Regions from separate parts of the Mus musculus genome. Here region 1 is linked to region 2. The links are chromatin contacts, called in public Hi-C maps. All regions are on one chromosome and are shown on one strand. The core of a region is the stretch at or near the end of the contact, and the rest is flanking DNA. Distances in the headings are between cores, read along the strand shown. Region 1 has its middle 9.1 kb from the start of Slc17a8. Region 2 overlaps Nr1h4 (nuclear receptor subfamily 1, group H, member 4).

Region 1 (2,700 bases), core at 91-2,590, 150 kb after region 2:
TTCTTCTGGGGAGATGGGAGATGGAAACAGAAGTATTACCCAGAGGCCCATGGCAGGATGGCAGAAACAAGACAGACTCTGACTCAACAAGGTGGAAGAAAACTGACTCTCAAACGCTGTTCTCTGATGTCCACATGATCACCATGGCATCTCATACACACACACCTGCATCTCACACACACACTTGCATGCACACATGTGGGCACACACTCACAAGAACACACACATGTGCACACACACACAGTCACTCTTGAACACACACATGTGCACACATACAAGTGCACACGCACAGATACACACACACACATACACACTCACACTCCAAAGGTTTTATTATAAAAGAACTCATACTTATGACCCAAGGGTAATGGCATGTTTCTTTAATTCTAGCACCCAGAAAGCTGAGGCAGGGGGATCACCACAAGCTTGGGGCTTTCGGGGCCTTTTTTCCAGTAAGAGCCTGTCTCAAAAGGTAAAAACAAGTAAACCCAAATCATTCGTTCATTTGGTTGCTCCCTGGTTGTCTCTCATTTCCGTTTAGAGACATGGCTCTCCAGGACAAAACACATTAACATGGTACTCTAGTTTCCAGTGATAACAACAGTGGAATTGTCCTTCTTTCTCCTGAACCACCAGCTACCTGTGGGCTATGTGCAAATACTGGTTGGTAAGTACCATGAATCACTGTCCCCTCCTTTTGAGGAAACGGGGAGACATCGGTTCCTCCGGCCATGTGTCATTAAATCATAGTGGGGGGAAAGGCTTTGCTTTATGCTCCATGCAGAGTGACTTTTAAAATTTTCGTTGATACTTAGGTGGCATCCAGAACCAAAATAAATTATAAACCCTGGTAAATTTAATAAGTGCAGTTGGGACAGAGTGGAGCATGCTGAAATGTTACCAAAAGATCAGGATTACAAAGCATGTTGAGATATTTTTATCGCCTTCACTTTCCAATTTAGTGAGTGTGTGTGTGTTTGTGTGTGTATGCGTGTCTCAGGGGACAACTTGCCTGAGTCGGTTTTCTCCTTCTACCTAATGTGGATACCGGGAATCAAACTCAGGTTTTCAGGAGCCCTGGTGGCAAACTCCTTCACCTGCTAAGCGAGCTACCTTTGCTGTTATTGAGGTATGACAAATCCTGAGTGTCCAGATAATTTCAGGTTGAGAATGAGGAAGAAACTCACACATCTTCCACAAGCCTTTCTCTTGAGGGGCTCTTCTAATGACTCTAACCACAGCAAAATGTCCCTGACAAGGTTTTCTCAGGGTTCTTTATGTTACAAGGATGAGCGCTCCTTGGAAGCAGGCTAATGTGAATTGCTTGGGAAACAGCGACACCTTCTGGTAGTTTGTAGATTAAATAGATTCACAGCATATACAGTTTCCCCCAGAAATCAGCTAGCCACTGACTTCAAATAATATTATTTCTTCTAAAATGTTTCAACCCCCTGTGAATTCTTAAATTTCTAAAATACTTTAATTTAAAATATTTCAAAATATCAATGGTCAGATACAAACGACACTGTCGATTGTTTCGGTATTTGCTTTGCTGTTGCCTTAATGCCAAATATTTTAATCCAACACTAATTCCACTTTTCCTTCTCATCAAAAGTTTTTGAAAGAGAGCTGGGGTGATGGTCCAACAGGCACAAGCTCTGGCCACACAAGCATAAGGACCAGAATTGTAATACCCAGGTCATGGTGGCCACCTGTAAGCTCAGCACCCTAGAGACAGGGTTAACTCCAGAGCAAGCTGGCTAAAGTGAGATAGATGCTGCCTCAGAGTAGAAGACAGAGAGGGATAGAAAAAGGTGCCCAGTGCCAACTGTCTATACCCAGACATATGCATGCCCACACATGTGAACGCACACATATACACATGCACACCACACACACAACAGATCATAGAAAAATTATCCAAAGCCAGGTGTCCATGGTTCATGCTGTTTATCCCAGCATTTGACCAATGGAAGCAAGAGGAATGTCAGGAGTTCAAGGCCAGCCTGGGCTATAATGTGAAACAAAAGTTAATTGCCCAACCCATACAGTGGCACACTCCTGTGATCTCAGCCCTTGAGGAAGCTGAGGCAGGAGGATTTCAAGTTTCAGACCAGCCTAGGATACATAGTGAGACCGTGTTTAAAAGTAATATTACCAGATGGTACTAGAGCATGCTTTTAATTCACTCAGAAAGCACTCAGAAAGCAGAGGGAGGCGGATCTCTGGGAAATCAAGATCACTCTGGTCTACAGAGTGAGTTCCAATACAGCCAGGGCTACACAGCAAAACCCTGTCTCCAAAAGTCAAAACAATAATAGAATAAATAACAATGATGAAGATAAGCAAGTTTGGTCAATTCAATAGGACCCCTGGTTTCAGAAGGACTTGGGGAGTTATCTCAACCAATCCCATGCCCAGGATTTCCAATTCTGAGAAAACGTGGCTCCTCCGTAACCCTATTACCACAAGCACCCTTCTAAAAGTGCTCTGAATGCCCAAGCTCAGGCAGGCCCTGTCTCCTCTGTGAAGACCTTCCCTAGACTAGCCCAAGTGTTGGCTTCCTGGCTCCCAGCTGCAGCCTACTTGGTGGCTCTCTCTCTCTCTCTCTCTCTCTCTCTCTCTCTCTCTCTCTCTCTCTCTCTCTCTCTCTCTCTCTCTCTCTCTCTCTCTCCCTCCCTCCCTCTCTCTCCTCTCTCC
Region 2 (2,700 bases), core at 140-2,639:
GGAAATTAGGGACTCTCAGGGGGAAAAAAATCAGGTTTTTTTTTTTTTAAAGAATATATTGCTTCCATTTATCTTTATTGGGGGACAATTATGGGCCAGTAAGTGCTATGTGCTGACGCTATAAAGGCAAACAATCCGTCCCTGCCCTCGCAGAGTTTAAAGGTTGACCAAAAGCAAATGCATGCAAATAACCAAACAAGGAAAGAGTAGGGTTCGTGTGGATACTGTTGGACGCTGTGCTGAGGCAGGACGCATGCAGGGAACTGTTAATATAGCAAGTGAGGGGTTAGAGATTTGGCACTGGAATCAAGAGCACTGGGTGCTCTTGTGGAGGACAGGGTTGGGTTCTCCAAACCCACGTGGTGTTTTTACAGCCACTGATAACTTCAGTTCCAGGAATCCAACACCTTCTTTCGACTTCCGTGAACATCAGGCATGCAGGCGGTACACACACACCCATGCGGACAAAACTCTCATACAACACACAAAATTAAATAAATACTCCTTTTTTTCAAAACCTCGAACGTGAGCAGCAAGCAAAAATCTAGAACACGTGTTGTTGTTTACCAGGTAGTTAGGAAGAAAGTTACTATTCAAGGTTTGAGTTTTTCCCCACTAATATAGACAGCCTTGCCTAGCCATAAAAATTGCCAAGCGTGATTTAAAACGCAGTATCTCCCCAGAGATGAACAGTCTAGCTGCAGCCAGTTCAGATAAGATGCATCAAGCCAGGAAGAGAATGTGACTCTTCCTTCCTTCATGTCCTCATCTGCTTGTTCTTCAACGAGTTAACCATAGCTTCCAATATTCCCAGGGTTGGTGGCAGTAAGCAGGGACATGTATTTGGGGAGCGAAGAAGTAACAGAAAAACTAATGCTTGTTTGGTACAGAAGTTTACACACTCACAATTTCATTTTCTTAGGTTTTGATGACATGCTGTAGACCATGATTCAGAGATAAGCCCCTTGCAAATTTTGAAATTACACATTTCTGAGTAGTGTGATGAATGGGATTTATTTTTATTTTTATTTTCTTGCAGCCTCACCCAGGATTAGAATCATTCCTTCAGCCAGGAAATCCATGGTGTACTGATTACCTATCCAGTGGCATTTGAGAGATCTCATGTGTGCAAGAAATTCTATTGCACATCATTCACATTTTTTTATTTTGTCATTGATTATTACTGATAATTTTCCTGTGCCTAATTCATGCCTGTATAGCTGTGTATATGATTCACAGTTTGAAGCCACCACTGGGTATCTTGGGATGTAGCCACTGTGGATGAAGGTGGACCATTTTGTTTTCATAACTGGGGTATATGTGGCAAATTTCAAAGTTAACACTTCCTCTCTTGGGTTGGGCTCTTCCCTTCCTGTCACTGGGCTACTTTCAGTCATGCTTCCTTGATGATAACAAAGCAGTTTCAATTCTAGCTTTTTCCATTCTAGGTTTACTCCTGTCCTACTTGGTGTCAACTGTCAAGTTGACAGCACCCAGAATCACCAGGCTTTTTAAAAGTCTCAGTCAATTGGTTTAATTAGGTTGGTCTGTGGGCATGTCTATGAAATAATCTTAAATGTTAGTTGATGTAGGTGGGCCCAGTCCACTGTGGTGGTACCATTCCCCAAACAGATGGTCTTGGGCTATAAGGAAGCTAACTAAACATGGTCCTGAACACCCCAAGGAATGTGCCAGCAAGCAGTGTTCTTCCAGCCAGCTTGGTTTGTGTTGTACTACTTTGAGTATAAATGAGTTTTCAACTGGAGGCAACACTGCAGGAAACAGCAAGCAGACCTGCCTTGACTTCGCTCAATGATGGACTGTGACCTAGAAGTATAAGTTGAAATGAGCCCAGTCTTACTCTAAGTTGCCTTTGGGCATCGAGTTTTATCACAGCAGCAGAAAGAAAACAGAACAACTCTATATCCTTTGCACTGAGGTCTTTCTGTTTGAAGTTCTTATCAAGGACTTATAACTTCATAAAGACTTGCTCTTGTCTAAGACATAAGTTGTTATTTTAACAGATGTTGGGTTAATAGCATTTATTACTTACATTCTATTGCTCGAACCACTTTGCCACCACTTAGCTACTTTATCATAATATCAATTATTCTCCTCCCCTATAATATAAAGGAAAGGAAAGGAATACAGAAACATTAAATGTTTGGCCTTGATTTGGGGACAACTGAAAATCAGGAAGACCCTCAATTGCTCTGCTCTAGTTGCCTCTCCAGGGACACAGGACAAGCGAGAGTAGCTTAACACTCAGCGCCGACAGAGAACTGCATTCTCTGATGTTCCAGCTATCAAGATGGGCAAGGTATCCCTGTCTTCAGAACTCTCAGCTTGGGAATATGAAGAAGTAAATTCAGAGCAGAGTACAATATAGGCTGACAGCTAAATATGTAATACATGATTGAACTATGGAAGAAGAATATTAGGATATAGAACAGAATTTTGAGTCATTTCTATGTGCTTACAAAGGTTGCAGTGTGTCTTAGAGGGGGAGAACAATAATCCTGCAGACATGGAGAGTTGCGTATTTATTATGGGAACTATGAAAAATAGTTATCCATTATCCAGCTATCATTCAGAAAGTTTTACAATAAAATAACTCTAATCTAAGGATCTCCTGATGCCTAAGAATCAAATGTCAAGCTAGGGTAACCCTAATTCCAAGTTGGGAAATCAGAAAAGGCT

The links. A called contact is a pair of places that touch in the nucleus more often than the background predicts.
Region 1: a Hi-C map of bone marrow-derived macrophages shows a contact between it and region 2, with 27 read pairs. The contact joins two enhancer-like sites. A contact is called at or near these places in 9 of 39 promoter capture datasets (the C10 cell line, the HPC-7 cell line, cranial neural crest and 5 more), 1 of 15 datasets of contacts at CTCF or cohesin (the NIH/3T3 cell line), 21 of 484 Hi-C or Micro-C datasets (the C10 cell line, the HPC-7 cell line, the MPC-11 cell line and 11 more), 6 of 115 datasets of contacts at active chromatin or transcription factors (cardiomyocytes, embryonic brain, embryonic stem cells and 1 more) and 3 of 9 other capture datasets (adipose tissue, liver and macrophages).

The regions. Positions count from the first base shown.
Region 1 is chr10:89,628,956-89,631,655 of GRCm38.p6, forward strand. No RefSeq gene overlaps it. Among named protein-coding and RNA genes, the nearest start is that of Slc17a8, 9.1 kb to the left of the region's middle. Within about 2 kb of position 1,341, at least 5 of the 459 cell types and tissues checked have an H3K27ac peak or open chromatin away from gene starts, as enhancers often do. A contact at or near this core is called in bone marrow-derived macrophages, where this site is marked.
Region 2 is chr10:89,483,727-89,486,426 of GRCm38.p6, forward strand. All of the region lies in intron 2 of Nr1h4 (nuclear receptor subfamily 1, group H, member 4), which reads right to left. Among named protein-coding and RNA genes, the nearest start is that of Nr1h4, 22 kb to the right of the region's middle. Within about 2 kb of position 1,390, at least 18 of the 459 cell types and tissues checked have an H3K27ac peak or open chromatin away from gene starts, as enhancers often do. A contact at or near this core is called in bone marrow-derived macrophages, where this site is marked.